Linked DNA regions of Mus musculus: regions 1, 2, 3, 4, 5 and 7 are each linked to region 6. Evidence: chromatin contacts called from public ChIA-PET, HiCAR-type, HiChIP or PLAC-seq and promoter capture Hi-C data. All regions are on one chromosome and are shown on one strand. The core of a region is the stretch at or near the end of the contact, and the rest is flanking DNA. Distances in the headings are between cores, read along the strand shown. Region 1 has its middle 72 kb from the start of Perp. Region 2 has its middle 19 kb from the start of Gm51814. Region 3 overlaps Map3k5 (mitogen-activated protein kinase kinase kinase 5). Region 4 holds the start of Perp (PERP, TP53 apoptosis effector). Region 5 has its middle 24 kb from the start of Tnfaip3. Region 6 holds the start of Ifngr1 (interferon gamma receptor 1). Region 7 holds the start of Arfgef3 (ARFGEF family member 3).

The links. Promoter capture Hi-C pulls out the DNA fragments that hold promoters and counts their contacts. ChIA-PET counts read pairs in DNA pulled down with a chosen protein or histone mark. HiCAR-type assays count read pairs that join an accessible place to other places. HiChIP or PLAC-seq counts read pairs in DNA pulled down with a chosen protein or histone mark.
Region 1: an RNA polymerase II ChIA-PET map of memory CD8 T cells shows a contact between it and region 6, with 173 read pairs. The contact joins the enhancer-like site here to the promoter of Ifngr1 in region 6. A contact is called at or near these places in 8 of 39 promoter capture datasets (the C10 cell line, HPC-7-derived erythroid cells, embryonic stem cells and 4 more), 7 of 484 Hi-C or Micro-C datasets (B cells, CD4 T cells, the P5424 cell line and 4 more), 12 of 115 datasets of contacts at active chromatin or transcription factors (the 230-238 cell line, acute myeloid leukemia, bone marrow-derived macrophages and 7 more) and 3 of 9 other capture datasets (adipose tissue, embryonic stem cells and macrophages).
Region 2: an H3K27ac HiChIP or PLAC-seq map of thymic regulatory T cells shows a contact between it and region 6, with 5 times the contacts expected there. The contact joins the enhancer-like site here to the promoter of Ifngr1 in region 6. A contact is called at or near these places in 4 of 39 promoter capture datasets (the 3T3-L1 cell line and the C10 cell line), 1 of 484 Hi-C or Micro-C datasets (CD4 T cells) and 2 of 115 datasets of contacts at active chromatin or transcription factors (the NIH/3T3 cell line and thymic regulatory T cells).
Region 3: a contact with region 6 is called in a HiCAR-type map of embryonic stem cells, with 4 times the contacts expected there. The contact joins the enhancer-like site here to the promoter of Ifngr1 in region 6. A contact is called at or near these places in 5 of 39 promoter capture datasets (the 3T3-L1 cell line, embryonic stem cells, hippocampal neurons and 2 more), 3 of 484 Hi-C or Micro-C datasets (embryonic stem cells, myocytes and peritoneal macrophages), 7 of 115 datasets of contacts at active chromatin or transcription factors (astrocytes, double positive thymocytes, embryonic forebrain and 3 more) and 2 of 9 other capture datasets (adipose tissue and embryonic stem cells).
Region 4: a promoter capture Hi-C map of hippocampal neurons shows a contact between it and region 6, with 4 times the contacts expected there. The contact joins the promoter of Perp here to the promoter of Ifngr1 in region 6. A contact is called at or near these places in 5 of 39 promoter capture datasets (embryonic stem cells, hippocampal neurons, liver and 1 more), 1 of 484 Hi-C or Micro-C datasets (cardiomyocytes) and 3 of 115 datasets of contacts at active chromatin or transcription factors (bone marrow-derived macrophages, memory CD8 T cells and stem cell-derived neural progenitor cells).
Region 5: a promoter capture Hi-C map of 3T3-L1-derived adipocytes shows a contact between it and region 6, with 5 times the contacts expected there. The contact joins the enhancer-like site here to the promoter of Ifngr1 in region 6. A contact is called at or near these places in 8 of 39 promoter capture datasets (the 3T3-L1 cell line, 3T3-L1-derived adipocytes, the C10 cell line and 3 more), 8 of 484 Hi-C or Micro-C datasets (CD4 T cells, CD8 T cells, the G1E-ER4 cell line and 5 more), 6 of 115 datasets of contacts at active chromatin or transcription factors (bone marrow-derived macrophages, double positive thymocytes, embryonic forebrain and 3 more) and 3 of 9 other capture datasets (embryonic stem cells, liver and macrophages).
Region 7: a promoter capture Hi-C map of stem cell-derived epiblast-like cells shows a contact between it and region 6, with 5 times the contacts expected there. The contact joins the promoter of Arfgef3 here to the promoter of Ifngr1 in region 6. A contact is called at or near these places in 2 of 39 promoter capture datasets (hippocampal neurons and stem cell-derived epiblast-like cells) and 1 of 115 datasets of contacts at active chromatin or transcription factors (astrocytes).

The regions. Positions count from the first base shown.
Region 1 is chr10:18,915,790-18,918,489 of GRCm38.p6, forward strand. No RefSeq gene overlaps it. Among named protein-coding and RNA genes, the nearest start is that of Perp, 72 kb to the left of the region's middle. Within about 2 kb of position 1,427, at least 53 of the 459 cell types and tissues checked have an H3K27ac peak or open chromatin away from gene starts, as enhancers often do. A contact at or near this core is called in the P5424 cell line, bone marrow-derived macrophages, double positive thymocytes and 5 more, where this site is marked.
Region 2 is chr10:19,042,718-19,045,417 of GRCm38.p6, forward strand. No RefSeq gene overlaps it. Among named protein-coding and RNA genes, the nearest start is that of Gm51814, 19 kb to the right of the region's middle. Within about 2 kb of position 1,359, at least 133 of the 459 cell types and tissues checked have an H3K27ac peak or open chromatin away from gene starts, as enhancers often do. A contact at or near this core is called in the NIH/3T3 cell line and thymic regulatory T cells, where this site is marked.
Region 3 is chr10:20,124,183-20,126,882 of GRCm38.p6, forward strand. It overlaps Map3k5 (mitogen-activated protein kinase kinase kinase 5), which reads left to right. Exons shown (of 30, transcript NM_008580.4): 24 at 770-955. Among named protein-coding and RNA genes, the nearest start is that of Map7, 45 kb to the right of the region's middle. Within about 2 kb of position 1,264, at least 27 of the 459 cell types and tissues checked have an H3K27ac peak or open chromatin away from gene starts, as enhancers often do. A contact at or near this core is called in embryonic stem cells and hippocampal neurons, where this site is marked.
Region 4 is chr10:18,843,639-18,846,358 of GRCm38.p6, forward strand. Perp (PERP, TP53 apoptosis effector) reads left to right here and starts at 1,433. Exons shown (of 3, transcript NM_022032.4): 1 at 1,433-1,768. The coding sequence starts at 1,555.
Region 5 is chr10:18,989,839-18,992,538 of GRCm38.p6, forward strand. No RefSeq gene overlaps it. Among named protein-coding and RNA genes, the nearest start is that of Tnfaip3, 24 kb to the right of the region's middle. Within about 2 kb of position 1,368, at least 10 of the 459 cell types and tissues checked have an H3K27ac peak or open chromatin away from gene starts, as enhancers often do. A contact at or near this core is called in double positive thymocytes, where this site is marked.
Region 6 is chr10:19,590,605-19,593,304 of GRCm38.p6, forward strand. It overlaps Ifngr1 (interferon gamma receptor 1), which reads left to right and starts at 1,345. Exons shown (of 7, transcript NM_010511.3): 1 at 1,345-1,593. The coding sequence starts at 1,482.
Region 7 is chr10:18,742,421-18,745,223 of GRCm38.p6, forward strand. Arfgef3 (ARFGEF family member 3) reads right to left here and starts at 1,338. Exons shown (of 34, transcript NM_001033258.4): 1 at 1,121-1,338. The coding sequence starts at 1,205. Gm32926 (predicted gene, 32926) reads left to right here and starts at 1,051. Exons shown (of 5, transcript NR_152783.1): 1 at 1,051-1,464.

The DNA.
Region 1 (2,700 bases), core at 177-2,676, 670 kb before region 6:
AAGGACTTCGGTCTTCATAGCTCACATTCACAGAGAACTATGTCACCATAGGAACCTCGGTCATCACAGCTCACACTTCACAGGGCCCTCTGCTGCCATAGTTCACTGCTCATAGGGACCTCAGTCACGATAGCTTACTGTTCACAAGGGCCTTGGTCACTATAGTTCACTGTCTGTGGGGACCTCAGTCATTGTAGTTCAGTGTTCATAGGGATTTCGGTCACCATAGCTCACTCTTCACAGGGCTTTTTGTTGAGATTCTCCTTTAGGCTACAACATCCTGTTCTTGGATGACCTAAAGCCACCGTCTTAGAGGATTTGCCATTCAGTTTTCAATCAAAGCAATTCTGTAAATTCACACTAAAAACGAAGCAAAGGAAGTAGAGGCTACACTTGAGTGAAAGCCCTGTCCATCTGATGCCATCTCCAGAGACAGCATCTCCTCTCCACTTCTCGCACTCCAGTCAGTCTCTAGCCCCTTGTTAGAACAACTGGATCTACTTTCTGGGGTGAGGCAGAGACAGACAGACAGGTAAATAAAAATGCAGAGACACACACAGTGTCTCTGGAGGGAGAGGATGAAAAAAAGGGAGAGGGAGAACCTGGTGTACGGTTGTACCAAATAAGAGGAAAAGGAAGACAGGATGGAGGAGGATTTAAAAAGGATTAAGAGACACAGTGGATTTGCTGATGGGTTGTGGAATGAAAAATGGTTTTCAAGGTCCTCTGAGTTGCTTTGGGGAGTAGTATCATTGTTCATAGTCTCTCTCCCTCCCTCTCTCCCTCCCTCCCTCCCTCCCTCCCTCCCTCCCTCCCTCCCTCCCTCCCTCTCCCTCCTTTCTCCCTCTCTGTCTTTCTCTCCCCCTCTTTGTCTCTGTCTCTATCTGTCTTTCTCTCTCTCTCTCTGTGGGAAAAGTTCCTTGCTATAGAAAAAATATGTATCTGTACCATTATATCAAGTATATTTTACTTTTACCTTTAAAATCTCTCTCTGAGGGTTAGGGGTATAGTATAGTGGTACAGTGTTCATCCAATCACCAGCATTGCCAACAGCCAGTTCCATGCCCCCTTTTGCTAGTCCAGTAAATTTAAAATTAATCAGGGCGAGCTGAAAGGGAGATTCAGGAATCCACAAATCCTATGGAAGAGTTTACAGGCTGTGAACTTACAACAAAGATTTGTTTTAGGCTCAGATTTTTCTGTATTCAATTTGGGAACAAACTATTCCATCTGCCTGAGAGAAATAAAAATCTTAAGGGGAAGGAGTAGCTTTGAACACTGGGACTTTAACCATGAAGAGAGACAATATCAATTATTGCTCGCCTATAGTCAAGCAGGACCCAGTTCACTGTCAGACACTTGAAACAGTCTGAACCCAGCTATTTGGTTGAGTATATAAATTGACCACCAGATGGCAGCATATGATTTTTAAAAGAAACACTACTCCCCTCCCCCCACCTTCCAGCCCCTGCACACCACCCCCACACCTCCAAAGTGTACACAGAGAGGTAGACATCACCCATAGTGAACATTTTTCTTCTTGTTCCTAAAATTGGAATGAAATGAGGAATAACACAGAGAAGTAAGAAACAGAAGGAAAGAAGTAAGCTGAAGGAAACGTGGGAGGGAGAAGATTTAAAAAGAAACTAAAAGAAAAAAGAAAAAAAAGAAGCATATCCAACTAGATGACAGTTCATCACAAACGACAACGGGCGGGCTGCTGATGTAGGAAAGTTCCGAGGGAGGAAACGGTGCTATAACCACAGGCATTCACAGCCTACATGTGTGAGTGAGTACAAGATAGACTCTTGACCTTCTTCTAAAAGCAGCTGTCTCCTTGGGAAACTACAAGAATGAGTTTACATTTTCAACATGTTTTCTTTTCTTTAAGGCTCGAGTTACCTGAATTCTCCATTTGTATTTGAAACTTATTTTAATCAGTGTTCTTCAAGGAGGTCATGCACACTGGATTCCATGGTTGGACATGCAAGTAAGGGAAGTGACTCAAGACAGCAGAAAGTATTCAGACACATACCAACAGGGATGCATCCATGTAATAAAGAGGAAAGACACACACCAACAGGGATGCATCCATGTAATAAAGAGGAAAGACACACACCAACAGGGATGCATCCATGTAATAAAGAGGAAAGACACACACCAACAGGGATGCATCCATGTAATAAAGAGGAAAGACACACACCAACAGGGATGTATCCATGTAATAAAGAGGAAAGACACATACCAACAGTGATGTATCCATGTAATAAAGAGGAAAGACACACACCAACAGGGATGCATCCATGTAATAAAGAGGAAAGACACACACCAACAGGGATGCATCCATGTAATAAAGAGGAAAGGAGAAGGAGCTTTGAGCCAAGAAGCTCATGACCTGAGAGGGATTCTCGGGATCTGTCTCTGACTCTCCACGGACCACAACCACTACCCAAGACCATTCTTCAACTTCTTCAACTACTCTCTCTTTCCTAACTAACTAGTATGTCTCGAGAGTGTAAGATGGGACAGATCTCACATAGTGGTGATAGGCTTGGGCATTGAGGCTTCTTTGAGTAGGGCTTTCTACCTCTACAGTAACGACATCTTGGATTGGATAATTCTTTGTGTACTCTTTCCATTATAGCATAGTTAGTAGCCTTCTGGCTGCCACTTGCTGGATGCCAATAATACACCCCTACC
Region 2 (2,700 bases), core at 109-2,608, 550 kb before region 6:
GGTAAGGATTAAGGTTCTGTCTTTTATAAGTCCATGCGTACTACTAGTTCAACAACAGCACAGTGGTACAGGCAAAGCACTTGGCTAGTTATGGAAAGCATACAAATAAAACAATGTGTAAATTTCTTCACGTAGTAAGAAAGTAGTAACCTGGAGTAGTGAATTTACACACGCAGGGCTTTAGTTAGGATCATCAGTGTTTTTCCACAGACCCAGTGTTAGCTGCTTAGTCCCTGAGCAGCACCATTGATCACTGAGCCTCTGTGATGTGACGCGTAGTAGGAAGCCATAAGATCACTGAGGATATAGACCGTGCTCCCCTTTCTCTGCCTTTCCTTTCTGGATGGTGAAGGGAGTGGTTTTGCTCGGTTGTACACTCCAGCCACCACTTGATACTTCCACAGTCCCAAAGCAATAGTGAGAACTAAATGTGGCCAAAGCCACAAAAGCTGTGAGCCAGGACAACTTTTCTCTTTGTGAGTTAATTGCCTCAGGGGTGTCACTAGAGTGAGATCTGACTAATGCAGCCAGGCACCAACATACAGGAATGTCACCCATAATACATGAAAACTTCCACGTGGAAAACAACCTCTTTCAAGGCAGGCATATATCTTCTGAGTCTGTAGGACTGCGAACGTGAGATTTTTTATTTCCTTGGGTATATTCTCTGACTCCAGACATCAGGCATATTCCGTGACTCAAGATTTTGTTTGGTTTTGCTTTTTAGGTTTTCTTGATAAAATCACTTTCTCTTTCCAAAGTTCTAACAGTTCTGACAATGGACATAGCTTTTCACAGAAGCTTAAGCATTTTGACTACCTAGGGTGGCATGGACTAGTGTTCTGGCAGGCATTCAGACTACAAAATTCAGTGGTTTTGCCACCATACATGTATAATGTTATGTAAATGAGACTCCAAGAGGGAAAATGTAGAGAAGTGCAGGACAGGGCTTTGTAGCATGTAATTTTTGCTACCCTGCTTTAAGCTCTGGGTGGACTGTGTTATCAGCCCCACCCAGGTTCTCTTGGATCCTCGGATGAAACACACACACACACACACACACGCTTATTTTTCAACCTGCCTTATTGGCTCAGTTGCTGGGTGCTTCTAATCTCCCATGGCTAGATTGCCTTTTCCAATACTCTTAGCACCCTAAATCTGCCCTCAGCTTTAGTTCCTACCCCAGGCCCAGTTGGGGAAGTAGCTAATGGCCACTTCACCCTAGATCTCACATGGCTGATGGCCTTTTCTCCCTCTGAAGCATGGCAAAATCTCTCTTCCTCTCATTGCATATCTTTAGCTTCTACTGCAGGGGACATGGAAGTCCCGCCTCTTTCCTTCTGCCCAGCAATTGGCCCCTGGCATCTTTATTGATAGATCAAGAACCAATTGGGAAACAGGATTTTACCACCAAGAGCCACTCCCTACAGGACTTAAAGAGAAAATCACTGTGAGAGAACGACATCAATCAGACAAGCTGAGTAGTACACACTGGAACACAGTGAATCAATTAGGTCAGCCTCCTTGATGATACAAATTAGCAAGGCCTGTTTGTGAACAGTAGAGATTGTTAGAATTCTTTCAAATCAGAAAATTGAACTAACTCTTGTAATGCATGCGCTCTCTCTCTGTCTCTGTCTCTGTCTCTCTCGCTCTGTCTCTCTCTCTCTCTCTCTCTCTCTCTCTCTCTCTCTCTCTCTCTCTCTCTCTCTCTCTCTCTCTCTCTCTCTCTCTCTCTCTCTCTCTCTCTCGATAAGGTCTTTTACTGAACTCAGAGCTTACCAACTGGATAGACAGGTCAGGCAGCAAGAGACCTCCTGTCTCTACCAACCAGTTTTCAGATTACAACTGAGGTCCTCATGCTGGTATAACAAACATTTAACAGAGCAAACCATCTGACAAGGCAGATTTTTATTCTTATAAGTAGGCAAGTTTAGGAAATACTAAATGGGTTCATTTTAACTCCTGATATCAAATTTAGTCCTAAAAGTTTCACAAATCCCTCTACTTACAATCCCAGCTTCCCCATACTGATGCCCACAGAGTTTACTCTCTCTTTTTTCACCAATCCTTCTCTCTCAGGATCCCTCTTTTCCTCTACTTCCTTCCCCTCCCCCCCCCTCTTTTCTTTCCTCCTTTCAAATTCCTGCCCCCTCTTTGTCCAGAATTCGCTCAGTTCAGTGTTTTATGAGGAGTCCGGGGAGTCCTGCCCTGCAAGTGGAGGTAAAGGCAGCAGAAGCCACAGGTGCTGCAGGTCACTACTTGATGTCACTCATGAATTTACGAACATACAGAGGTGATTTCGGTATATTACCTAACTATATCACCAGGTGAGTTTGTTTGCTTTTTACATGCTGATCAAATAAAGTCGGATCATAAAGCCGAGCTGTTCAATTCCCTTCAGAAAGTCCCTAGTCCTTCCACTTGGGAATTTTGAATCTGAAAAGTTCGAGCATTTTCTATGTGATTTTCTTTCTAAAAATACAACTTGCGTGAAGCCTGGTACTATTTTCACTTTGTGCACTCAGCATGATAAGCAGCACCTGGGGAAGTGTTGCTTGTATCAACTCTAACCTTAGGCCTCTGTTGCTCTGAGCAGTACTCTTGGCATTTTCAGAGAGACTCCTTCCTGGTCCTGACCGTTCTGTTGCCTCTTAAGGTTTAAACATATGGGTTGAAGGTAAGTACATTGTATTATCT
Region 3 (2,700 bases), core at 14-2,513, 530 kb after region 6:
ATAAAAATCACTTTGAAAGAGAGGTCTATTTAAATATGTGAACGTTTCCTTGGTTTGTTTTTTATAACTGATTACCCAGTTGTTGTTAAGGTGGGGTTCCAATGGTGGTGTCTAACCTGGCCCCTTTTACGACAGGGAGTTGACTTTAAAGGCCATGGAAGGGCCAGGCACACCTTTTGATAGATACACACAGCCAGGAGAGAGGTAGCCGGCTGGTACCCAGCTGAGCCTGGCCTAGAGAACCATGGTGTGTGAGTCCGGAAGACAGAAAGCTCCACGGTTCCTTCCATCTTTGCTCTTGCTTGGCTGCTGCTGTTCGTCTTGTGCTGCTCGTCTCTGCTCTATCTTCTTCTCTTTCCATTGTCATTCTCGACTCCCCTGCATCTACTCCCGTGTCCTTGGGTGCACCCCGACCCTGGGTTGTGACCTTTCTGCAGGCAGACTCGGAGATTAAGATTCCATGGCTCCGTGCCCCTCTCTCACCTTAGTGTCCAATTAAAATTCCCAACAGCAGGATTCTCACCGCCTCAACCTATCCCCATCTGGGCACAGCCCAAATGTGCCCTGGCTACCGACCAGCGTGGGCGTACGGCTGTTTCTCCAAAGACTGGTTACTTCTGGCAGCAGTGATGGCTACTAAGGGGAGCCACAGGGTTCAAAGCATGTTGGGGAAGGCCTCTCGGAGCAAAGGTCTTCTGAGAAAAGACTGAGAAGGGGGAGCTCGCGTGGAGTACAGAGTGACTGAGGCCCTGTCGGGTTTTATTTTCAGGGTGCTGAAGAGCCTAAACTAAAGTGGGAACACATCACAACCCTCATCTCGAGCCTCAGAGAGTTTGTGAGGTCCACTGACCGAAAAATCATAGCCACTACACTGTCCAAGCTCAAGCTGGAGCTGGACTTCGACAGCCACGGCATCAGCCAGGTGCAGGTGGTCCTCTTTGGCTTCCAGGATGCGGTAAGTGCACGGGCCGCCATTTCCCCACAAACTCTGCTCAGGGTCGGTTGGTTATAGAAATGGGATACAGTTCAAATTCTGTTCCCTCTCATTTACTCGGTAAACTGCATTCTCTTCGGATGACAGATGTGAGGTATTTATTGAGTTCCCTCAAAGATAAGAGACTCACACAGCTGAACCACCATGGGAAACAGCAAGGCTTACAGACATTCATTCCCAAGACTGGGTTTCTCCTTAGGATCATGTGTGGGCCTCTAAAGCATAGTGCACATTAGTCGTGTTTTGTAATGCTGAACAAGAAGTGCCATCTAGTGGCCACTGAGAGAAATGCACTGTTACACCTGGGAATGCTCAGTGTTGAAATGCTCTCTCTCCCCTCAGCCCCCAAGGCTTTTCTCTGGTTTCCATATAGGACATTCTTAACAAGTTCATTTCGTAAATATCCACTATTTTCCCACCATAAATATAGTTTGGAAAACAGGCAGTTGGTGAGTGGAAACTACTCGTGATCTAATGAGAGATCACTGACAGTCTTATGCAAGACAAACCAGAAGTTATTCTGCAAGTCTGATTCAAAATAGACCTTTGTAAGCCACTGTCAGACACACAAGGTATGGGAGGCAGGAAAAAATATCTGGTGGTGCCTGTATGCAAATATAAAATTGCACTGTGTGGTTTTATTTAAATGTTTAATATTAACTTGTAATGTATTACTCCTGTGTTAGGTAGTTTCTTGACATTTGTATTTGAAACAAGAAACAATCCTCCATTCCAAACTGAATCTTCATCCTTCCACAGTCACTGGTGTTCTGAGTGGAAACGACTTGGTGTTTCTGCTGTGTGAAGAACAGGAACAAGATTCTCCTGACTGGACCGAGGTCCTAGAGAATCCAAGCAGGGCCTGTCACTAATATTAAATGCTAAGGCATGCTTACACTGCAACTATGGCAACCCAGCCATCTACCATCCAGTGCAACGATGTAGCTGATTTGTGCCTGCCCACACATTGGCTTCTGGGCAGGAGGTTGGGGAGAATTCAGAGTGAGAGCTAGTTAGCTGTAATCCTGAGCCTTGGGCCCAGGTCAGACATAGTCATGCAACTCGCTCAACCCAGTTTCACTCCTGGCCTGTCAAGTGCTCTTGTTGGGTAATACGCTGTGTAATGCGGCAGTGAGCAATACGCTGTGTGATGAGGGGATGTGCAGGGGGGCCATGGCTATGAAGGATTCACACTTGAAATACTCCCATGTTCTAAGTGATAGCCTGGTTAGACACATAAGCAGGCAGATCCATTTAAGAAATGGAGGTACTGCAAGCTCACTCTGAAAGAATCCCCTGGAGCAAGTGAGGTCCAAGAAGTAGTTCATTTCCTTGGGAGCAACTGCTATGCGAAAGGCCTCAGGCCGGCTCTCTCCTAAACCGGGTCGTTTGGATGAGGCTGGACCAATGGAAAGACTGAGCTGCTGTCATTCTGACTCTTGGCACGAGTTTGGAGCTCAGCCACCATTTTCCAGCTTCCACCTGGTTCTCTAACCGCAGCCCTGCTTACATAGGTGACATTGTGAACCGGGAAGAGTGACCCAATCCAGATGTTAAGGGAATTCTGTCCAACCTTTAAAAAGGAAATTCTGGCACAGGTTATAAATGTAGATGAGTCCTAGGAATGTCATGCTAAGTCAAACGGGATGGTCTTTAAAAACGACCAGAGAATTCATCCTCTGACTTTGGGGAGGTTCCCGGAGCAC
Region 4 (2,720 bases), core at 183-2,682, 750 kb before region 6:
GAGAAATAAACTATATCTTATTCCCCTTTGAGCCGACAGAACCAATTAATTACTATAGTCTCTTTCAGAGATTCTGAACAGTCAAAATTACCTTTGACCAGATTGATATTAAGGAGTCCCTCTCCACAAAACTGTGGAAATTGTATCACAAGAATGAGGACATAATATAAACATATATATATATGCGTGTGTGTGTGTGTATTCCAAAATTATTCATTAAGACACCAGTGGAAACTCATTTGATTGGTAAAAATACGACTTTTCCACACAGGACATAGCTAGCTAAAATATTTTCATTACGTTTGAAAGCCTTTAGGTCCTAACGTTTAGGGCATACGCACCGCACTTGTCCTGTGGGCAATGAACCTTGCTCAACGTGTATGTGCCTCTGCGGTTTTCAGGACTGAAATGCTTACTGGTTTCTGCTAAGTGAAGGCTGGGTAGTGATATTCTTTGGACTCTGAGACAGATCTTCTCAGTGTTCTTAGTCTATGCGTCCTAGTAACTACTTCTGTTGCGAGCGTCTTGTGTAAGAAGGAAATACCACTGAGTGCTTTCCATATCTTTAAACTGACATGAGGTGTCAGAAGATTTCGGGGCACGGGGTAAAAAGTGAATGCTCTGGTTGATCTCTCCCTGGCCACCATTGACCTGGCACTGGGAATTTGTTTCTCTCAGCGCCACTCCTGGCTGATGCCCCACCCTCCCTGCTACAAGTGAAGATTCTTAGGGACAGAAGCTAGCTCAGGATTTGGGGAGGATTTCAGTTGCTTGTGCATGCTGACACGTGCTTATATTTGAAAAAACAAAAACTGTGTAAAGTAGATAGAAAGGGTAGATGTGTGGGGAACACACTAACTGGGGCAAAGGGAACTGAAGTTATCAACACCAAAGCTACCCGGATTAAGAGACAGCCTCCGCAACCTAGAGTGAGCCACTGGGACCTGCTGGTCACCCAGCCTGAACCACCAGAGCACAGAACATTTGCGTGTCTATGGCAGCAAGAGCCAAGGTCCAAAGGTAGATCCGGGCAGGAAGTGTAGGATCTGCCTGTGGAAGCCAGGGACAGACGCTCCCAGGTTTGAACCCACAAGTCCTTACATTTTAGGGCCCATCATTTATTTCACAGGCTATTGGGATGTCCTGGGCACGGTGCTTGGAGCTCAAGTGTAGCCTTAGCCATGCTCCTTACACTGTGTTAATTTAGGGCAGAGCACAGGCTGGCGCTGGAGTGTCCACAGGTGTGTGCGCTGGGCTGGCGGCAATCTGGTGGGACTGCAGGCGGCTGGAGGCACAGGCACGCCCACCCTGGCGACGAGCCCGGGGCGAGCCTGAGCTCTGCCGCCCGGGTGACCCAGCAGGTCGGGGCGGTGCGCTCTGAGTCACCGGAATCAAGGTGTGGCTGGAGCGCCGCTCCCCCGCCGCCAGCCCGGGGGCCGCGTCTTCGGGGGAGCCGCCTCTTCCTTTAGTCGCGGTGTCAGCGCTCGCAGGACCACTCTTGGCCGCTGCTCCTGCCCGGCGTTCCTCCGCTCCGCGCCCGCCGCCACCGACGACATGCTGCGCTGCGGCCTGGCCTGCGAGCGCTGCAGGTGGATCCTGCCCCTGCTGCTGCTCAGCGCCATCGCCTTCGACATCATCGCGCTGGCCGGCCGCGGCTGGCTGCAGTCTAGCAACCACATCCAGACATCGTCGCTTTGGTGGAGGTGTTTCGACGAGGGCGGCGGCAGCGGCTCCTACGACGATGGCTGCCAGAGCCTCATGGAGTACGGTGAGTGGCCGCCGCCTCCGGGAAGCCCTTGGGGGCCTGAGCTGTGGTAGCAGCTGGAGCTGATCTTTAAAAGGTCAGGGGTAGTGGGTGTTTCAAAGTCCGCTTAGAGTTCAAACTTCAGAAGCAGCAGTTTTGGGTGACCCGAATCAGGCTCAACCCTGAAAGACTCCAACTCATTTAAAAGTAAAGTTTCTCAGTTACCAGTGCAAACTGATGCCAGTCATTGCAAAGTACGTATAAAAATAAATAATATGCCAGGGTGAATTCATTTCATTTCATCTAACTTAAACTTTTTTTTTTTAATCTTATGAGAAAGTCCTTTCAGGCCAAGTAGGAGCAGTTATGATTTAGATAGATATTTCAGTATCTTAGCTGTGGAGCTGTTTCATGTTCATTCTTGTTCTGGGGAGTGGCCTTCGTTGAAAAGTGAATGTTAAGGAAGTTTATCTGAGTCTGATTTAAAATCGGAGAAGTAAACACTTCACTGAAGTTGAGTTGCCACTTTTAACACATCGCAGGGAAACTCTGTACACATCGCAGGGGAACTCTGTTTGCCTCTGCCAGGGAAAGGCCCCAAGTACTTGATTTACAAGTTAGTAGTAGTCTTTGAAAAAACAAAACCAAGAAAAGCCTTTTCTCCCTCAAGCAAGTGTCCCTCCTGTTTAGGATGGAGACAGTAGTGACCAGCAGTGTGTAGGGAGCAGTGTGCAGGCTTTACGGGTCAGTTTGCCCCCTTTAAAGGAAGCAAGTTACTTTTTTTGTTTTCATTCATTTTCTAGATTAACCATAACTTGATTCTTTTCCTAAAGCACCCAGGACTTCTGCCAGACGCTGTTTGGTTTGGGTTCTGGCCCTTATCAGCTTTTTCTCCCTGGAAGAACTTCCTCAGACAGGGAGGCAGGCAATAAAAGGAGAAGACTACAGATATTCCTGCTTGTTTTAAAAGGCCTTT
Region 5 (2,700 bases), core at 118-2,617, 600 kb before region 6:
ACTGTAAAACTTTACTTGTTTGACTAAATAGTCTAAAACAAATCTTTATTTTCTTCTGTTGGTGAAACGCAGAGGTTCATGGTGCTGTCCAAGGGCTGTATCTCTGGAGTATTCTCCTGGCCCCTTGCCTGATGTTGACTTTAAAGGCAAGGACACTGAATTCATAGAATGAACAGTGGGGTTGCTTCTTTCTATATGGGAAGTACAAATACTTAAAGTCATGGATAGACCTTAAGAATTAAGTATAGACCTATAGTCCCTTTTTTAGTGATTATAAAAGTATAATAAACATTGTTAAAACACCCATATTATGGCCTGGAGTGATGACACACACCTTTAATCCCAGCACTTGAGAGGCAGGGGTAGGCAGATCTCTTGAGTTTGAGGCCATTTTGGTCTACACAGTAGTCAAGACAGCCAGTGTTTGTTACACAGAAAAAAATAAACAACAAGACCACAAAACAAAAACAAATAAAAATACTCATATTATAAAGGGGAAGGGGAGAAATTACATTTATATTATTACCAAAGAGAAGATATTACCATATATGTTTTGGCATACTTCCTTCTGGGATTTCTGGGCAATCTCTGTGACATGTCCCAGCTACTTTTTAAAAGATGTTTTGATTTATTTATTTTATTACCTGTGTGTCTCTCTCTCTCTTTCTCTCTCTCTCTCTCTCTCTCTCTCTCTCTCTCTCTCTGTGTGTGTGTGTGTGTGTGTGTGTGTGTGTATGTGTCCCACAGAACGCATGCAATACATGTAGAGGTCAGAAGACAACTTGTAAGACGTCTGTCCCCCCAGCCCCATCATGTGGGTCCTGGGGACTGAACTCAGGTCATAAAGCTTGGTAGAAATCACTTGAACTAGCTGGACTGAATTGCCAGCCCTATCAAAGTAGCTTCCCTTTATCTCCCGCACGAGCGAGCAGACAAGTGTGATCACATGTATAACACTTTACCACTCCTTCACTGCTTCATTAGTATTCTATAAAACAAACTTGCCTCAAAACAGGAGTTCGTATAGCTGATTTGTTAAAAATCAATCCACATTAAATTCAGTTTAGGAGTCGAGAGTGATGGCTATAATCCTAGTACTGTGGAGAATGAAGCAGAAGGATCACAAACTTGAAGCCACTTTGGGCTATGGAATGAAACCTTGTCTTATAGAAAACTAAACTAAATGAAACTAAATTAAAATGCAAAACATTTTTTTAAAAAATCCCTTTAGGTAAAATTTTTACAATATTTCTGGCGAATAAGGTTAATGTTTAAAAATTTGACATGTTAATATTAATATGTTTTCACTTCCTGTTATGTTTCAGACACCTGTCACCTCTGTTGTTCCTTCATGTTAGTCCCCACACAGCTGCTGTGACCAAACATTGAAATATATGGGTCATACCAAACCTCTGGTAGACTCTCTCGTGAGCTGATATCGAATGCAAGGCCATACATAGCGCCTGAAGAAGGCTCCAGTGTCCTTGTGCTCACCAAACTGTGTTTTCTTTCTTCCAGCCTCCACTGAGAGCATTGGGCTGCTTGTCTGGATTGATACTGGAAATTGCCATAGGAGCTCAGAACTAGGTCTCAGACAGCACTTATCTTCAAATGGTCTCAGACATTCAGTTAGCAGCAAAAATGCAATATTCCTTCTTGAAAAAAAGTTCGTATTTGTGATGAACACTTCAAATCAAAATGATAGAATTATGTTCTCCATCGAATAAACATACCTGGAGAAACCAGCTAAATCCAACTCCATAGTGTGTTTCCCAGACTGAGAGCTTTTAGGTCAAGTCCTAGGTCTTAGCTATCACAGGCTGTGGGAGTGGCATGCCAGGCTCTGGCAGGGTGCTCTCGGCAGTCCTGCATACGACATAGAAGCCAGAACGGACATTGAGAGCCCTCAGTAGTGGAAAGCCCAGCACTCATGCCACCAAGGGTCTTGTAGGTTTGGGCTTGCTTGGAGATTGACTGAAAACAAGTCCTGTGGGTGGTGACATTCTACTTCAAGTTTAGGGACATAAACTTCACTTGAGTCCCTGTCCCTAGAAACCTCCAAGTTGAGAGCATTCCATGGTCCTGAGGAAAAATATGATTAAATGAATATTTTAAGAAGATCCCACTGGCTATGTTGGAGAGGTTAATTTAAAAGAGTTGGGGCTGTATATAAAGGAGTAGCCATGAGACCTCAAGATGGTTCAGATGAGTAATCACATGATTGAAGGACTTGGTATGCCAGAAGAGATGACATTCCACATTAAACAGACCTTTTCAGGAGTTAAGATATTATTATGACTATTTCATTTTTATTAAATAACATTTTATCACATCATTTTCTGTTTCTCTGAAGGCCTAGATGGTGTGCTTATTGTATTGTTCTCATATCCACTGGCACATGTTCTGACAGACTATTTTAATGTACCTAGTATATTTATTCAAATATGTGACCTTACATTGTCTTTTTCTTAAAAGCAGAAAATTCTAATGATGGTGAATGCAAATAATTCCATCACGTCAGAGTCTGAGGAGAGAGGAATGCTGAATTCAAGGCCAGTCTCTACATAGTAAGTTCTAGTCCAGCCAGGGCTACATAGAAAAATCCTGTCTCAAAGAAACAAAAGCAAGCAAATAAACCAAATATTAAATCCTACTTAGAGAACAAAAGGGGAGCAAAGTTATGTAGATGAAAGATTTCTA
Region 6 (2,700 bases), core at 95-2,594:
CTCTTATTCCAAGTACTCACATCTGTAGCACCAAGGGTGAGACATTTGCTGTGTACCTTTTTCAGAAATGCAGAAAACTGAAGTCTAACCTGAATCATATGTACTGAATCTGAACCTGCACAAGGTCACCAAGATTTATCCTGACGTCAAAGTCTGAGAAATGCTGGGCTATTAGCATAATTAATTCGTTAATTAATCAAGACAAATAACAAGCCTTAGCTGGTAACTCCAAGTCTGCAGAATGTCTTCATAACATTTTGCTTGGAAGACTCAGAGAATGTCATGCCAGTATCTCTCTCTACGGTATAGAGCTTGCATTCTAGGAAGCAGAGAAAATCAAATCAATATGCATATTGTAGGAGGGGGTGCAAATGTGTTATTAAAAATAAAGTGGAGTAAAGAGAAGGGGAGAGTGGGTTGCATTCAAATTCCTTGCAGACATGGTGATAAAAGAGAGCTGAGGCGAGTGAGGCAGCACAAGAGTGTTGTCTATAGTAAGTGCAAGGTCACTAAAGTGAATTTAGGGGAATGAGAGAGATTTAAACTAACCGGTGCGGTCAGAGAGGCAAGAGGGACGATCTCTTGATGAAAGACTACTTAGTGATCCGCCCTTTGACATTTCATCATTAAAATGGGCATGTGCTTTTTGTGGTGGTAGTTTGTTTTTGCTAAGAATAAAGTGCTAGCCAAGCACATTGGATTTGCGTTGTGGGAGTCTGAACAAACTGTCTTGAAAACCAGAAGTTTAAGTTCCGCGGACAAAACTGGTGGGAACTGGAGAAGGATTTTTGTAACTTCTCTAACACCTCAGGCTCCAACACGCCTCATGCTGAGGGATGAGATAAGCATGGTGTCTGGTTGTGGACTGAGGCAAAAATCTCCAACCCCAGGTTACTACATAACCAGAATGAGGAACTGAGGAAGGTAGTGTCAGGCTGAAGAAGGTAAGGTTCCGGTCAGAGTTTCAAACGTATCCACAGTCCAGGTCCTGAATACAGAGAAGAGCCCACAGTTTCAAACCTCAGGCTAGTCCACCCCTTCTCCAACTTAGTGAAACTTCTCCGCCCACGCAGCGCACTGCCTGGCTCCCCAGTCCAGACCTCGCCTATAACCATGTCCTAGTCCACTTTAGACCCGCCAAGACACGCCTCCTTGTATAGACCCCGCCTCACATCCCACCTCTACTCCCAACCTCCAATCAACTCTAAGAGATTGCGTATTGGTCCCGCCTCTCTGGCTAGACCCCCGCCCTGAGTCCGCCCCTGAAGAGCTGCCTTTTAACCCTTTGCCCCGTGAGGCTCCGCCTCCCACTTAAGCCACGCCCCTCAGTCCCAGGCTGGTCTCTCAAGCTTTGGTTTTGGCCCCACCCAGCTCCCCGGCAGGCCGCTTGCGGACTTGGCGACTAGTCTGCGGCGGACGTGACGCCAAGGCCAGGCCACGGGCAGCGCGGGTCCCCTGTCAGAGGTGTCCCTCGCGCAGGAATGGGCCCGCAGGCGGCAGCTGGCAGGATGATTCTGCTGGTGGTCCTGATGCTGTCTGCGAAGGTCGGGAGTGGAGCTTTGACGAGCACTGAGGATCCTGAGCCTCCCTCGGGTAATCTCTCCGAGCCGCTGCGGGCTGGGGCGGGAGGCCAGGCCGGAGGCGCCGGGCTGGGAAGTCCCTGCGTTCCTGCTGCGCCGCCCTGGGCAAGGCAGCCCCAAGGGGCCCCGGGGGCTCCGCGGTTTACACGCCGCTTTCGCCTCTTCTTTGCCGACACAACACAAATCTGTGGTCTGTTTTACAGTTAGTTTCCACGGCAGCGTTTGGCATTGTGTGTATGACTTACAGACTTTATTTTCAATCTGTAGTCGGAATCCTCTGAAGGAAAAGGGGTGCCAACGGATACTAAGAGATTCTGATTTGTTTGTTAGTCTGGCGTTTAAGTGTTGAGATGCAAGGGTTCTTCTCGTAGCTTAAATCCTCAGAGCCTTTGATTTCAAATGATTATATATTCCCAGGACATATATGCTGGGAATAGTTCCTCTTTATGATTAGAGCTCTAGAGACAGCAATAAAACTTTTCATGCCCTTCCAGTCCCTAATCGTAAGTATCTGAGAAGTTCCCAATCTCCAGCTGCTGGAAGGCATGGGGAGACCTCTTTAACTCTCAGGCGAGTTCCAGCTCTGAACCCCTCCTATGGTTTCCAGGAGCTTCAGTTAGGCGTGCAGATTCCAATCCTGCCTTGACCTGATTTTCACAGTAGCTAGGATGTAACCACCTAGATGTCAGATGAAGGAAATGAGGTGCATGTTCAAACTGAAGTTCCACTGAGCTATAGAGAAAAATGAAATCATAATTGCAGAACAGTGGAATCAGAAAAAGTGTTAGTTGTGTTACACAGCCAGATTAAAAAAGACAATTACCATGTTTTCTTATGATAAATCAACCCCAGAGAAGTGTGTGTAGGAAATCATGAGAGGGGAGGAAGAGATCTTGAGGAAGAAGAGTTTAAAACAAGCAAAAGCAGGGTAATAAAACTCATGGGACATTAATGTAGAAGAGAGGACTCTTGGGGGAGGCAGGTGACCAGAAACAGAGAGCCAGGAGCAACTAAGGAATGAATCAGAAGCAATAATGGTATGTATGCAATATGTATGAAAATGTCTTATTAAAATCTTGTGCTTTCATAATTTAAAATTTTAAATTAAATATAGGATGCA
Region 7 (2,803 bases), core at 88-2,587, 850 kb before region 6:
GGGCAATAATTGAGACAATTTAGGGCTATGCAGAGATTAAACAAAGGATGGTGCTGCTACAATTGTCTACACACAGAGACACAGACACACATGTGTGCACAAACATGTGAATTAGGACCTTCTGTCAGAACAGCATGACCTAAAACACTATGAGAATTCTGTCTTTAGTTGGACCTACGGCTAACGGCATTTCTGTGCCTTATTTTCCAGGTTGCACACAGCACAGAATCATGACAATCACCGATTGGTTTTTATTTCAAGGGAAGGGGTTCCTGGGTTTTTGTTGTTGTTGTTGTTTTTAATTAGCTGGTTACAGAGGCATATCACGCAGGCTCTGGTAAAGCAAGGGGCTTAGTGGGCTGTCTATATAGTACAGTTCACTCCACCCCCCCCACCCCCCCCACCCCCCATTCTCAGCGCCTTGGTCTTGCCTAATTGACATGTCATTCCGTTTGTTTTCCGATTTTGAGAACTGCAGCCTACAGGATGGGAAATGCTCATTTGCTACCAGGAACTTATCTCAATTTTAGCACAGCTCACACAACTAAAAGCCCACCTGTCTGAGGGCAAGTCAATAACCGAACTGCAAGAGAAACACAATTCCTTCAGTCTGTTATGTTCCATGCACAATAGCCATAAAAGCGAATATTTAGCAAGGTGGCTTCTATCAGCAAAATCAAATTAAACAAGCCTTCCTTCCTGGTTCCACTCACCAGTGTTTGAGAAGAGGGCTGTTGCTTTAATTAACTTCCTTTTTTCTTCCATACCCCTGGAAACCAGGGCCCTGATTTCATACAAGCTGGAGGTCCTAACTTGGCTATTGGGGGGGGGGGGGGGAGAGGAACCCTTGTCTATGGGCTCTAGGGACCAGGAATGAGGTTACCTCACAGCAAAGGCAACGGTTCCCATAGAGGTTTGGGAAGCGGTAAGGGAACCAGATGGAGACAGCTGGATGCCCACGCTGAGCCAAGATTTTCATACCCCGCATTAAGTATCCGAGGCAACATTCATAACCCATAGTCGGTGGCAGTCCCTCCTGCCCAGGGGCCCGAGGAGCCTGTGATCCGGGAGCAGGTGTCCCTGCGCAGCCCCTCGGCTCCCGCGCATCGCCCTCACTTACCCAGGGCCCAGGTGCAGCTCTCTTTGATGGCTTTGTATTTGCTCCCGGACGCATCTCTCTGCAGCTTCCTCAGGATCTCTTCCATCTTGGCCTTCCTAGAGCCAGGCCACCGACCCCGAGATCGCGCAGGGGACGCGCCTAGGAGGCCTCGGCACTCGTCCCCATGGCTCTCGGCGGCCGCTGATGAATCACACCCGCTCCGCGCCACAGGCCACGTCAGCCCCGCCGCCACGCCTGTTGCCACGCCCGCCGGGTCAGGTGCGCTCACCAGCAGGGGAACCCGGGAGGCCCCGGCCGTCTACCTAACGTCCAAGAGGACCTGGGGTACCAAGCTTCATCCAAAGGTGGGGATCTGTGGCTGGCTGCCGGCCAGTCTCTGCCCTAGGGAAATCACCGAGATCCACGGGCGGAAGGCAGGGAGGGGCCTGGTCGCTTGTGCCAATCACCTGCTGGGCCGGCGCATCAGGCATCTCTGAGACCTGCTACACTAGGGGGTAGATAGTAATAAATAGTAAATAGTAAACAGCTGGTCCCCTCCCTGTGTAAGGTTGGAGCCATCCAGCGAGAACTACGTCATATGCCTGCCTGCTGGGAGCTTACAATGTATTACACGCATACATTAGACTCTAATACAGTTCTCTCTAATAATTAGAGAATTCGATGTGAAAATTAAACCAGAAAAGATTTAGAAGATTAAAATGAATACGCTTCCCTTAGTACATTGAGATTTCTACCAAACCAGCTAAGGCAGAAATTGAAAAAAGAAAAAAAAATCAATAGATTTAACTGACAACTTAAAATCTATAAATAGACCAGTAGTCAACCTGTGGGACTGCCCTGTATGTTAGAAATTAATGGCCCAGTATATACACAAGGAAATTAGACCTCAGCTACTTCCCAGCCAACAAGAATGTATTCCACACAGCCCAAATCCAAAGATGTTTTTTAAAACCTTCAGTACCAGCAGGTGAAGATAGGAAAGTTAGAAGTTCAAGGTCATCCTTGCCTATACAGTCAGTGTGAGATGGGCTTGAGGGACACGAGACTGTCAAAGTAATAATAGTAATAATAATAATAATAATAAAAGAATCTCTTCCCTTCCTTCCTTTACCTCGTGTACTGGTTGTTTCCCTCTGAAGAGACACACTGGCACAGACAGTTGATGTTAGCTTTTGATAGGCAGGGAAGCCAGGGGGACTAAACTAGGAGGGGGGAGTGAGTAAGCCTCTGCTATTTGAGTGACTTCTGGTGCTTCCTTTGCCAGCTGTTACAGGCAAGAGTCCTGACTGGAAAGCAATGACCTTGTTCTGAGAGCTGTGACAGGTAGTGAGGGTGGACTTAGAAGCGAATTTTTGTTCTTTGTATTTTAATTTTTCCCCCCAAAACCAGCATCTCATTTAGTAGCTCTGGCTGTCTTGGAACTTGCTCTGTAGACCAGGCTGACTGGATTTACAGAGACCTCTGCTCTGCTTCCTGAGTGCAGGGTTTCAAGACGTGTGCCACCACACCCAGCACAAATTCAGTTTTTATTAGAAATATATTTCTACTGATAGGGATGCTGTCTGCAGAGAGAGTGATGTCTTGGGGGAGTTTAAGCAGGTTTCACATCAACCTTAGAATAAACTGGACTTTAGGTGGTCTGGAAGAGAGACATTTGGGGAGACACTGCCAAAGGGTTTGACG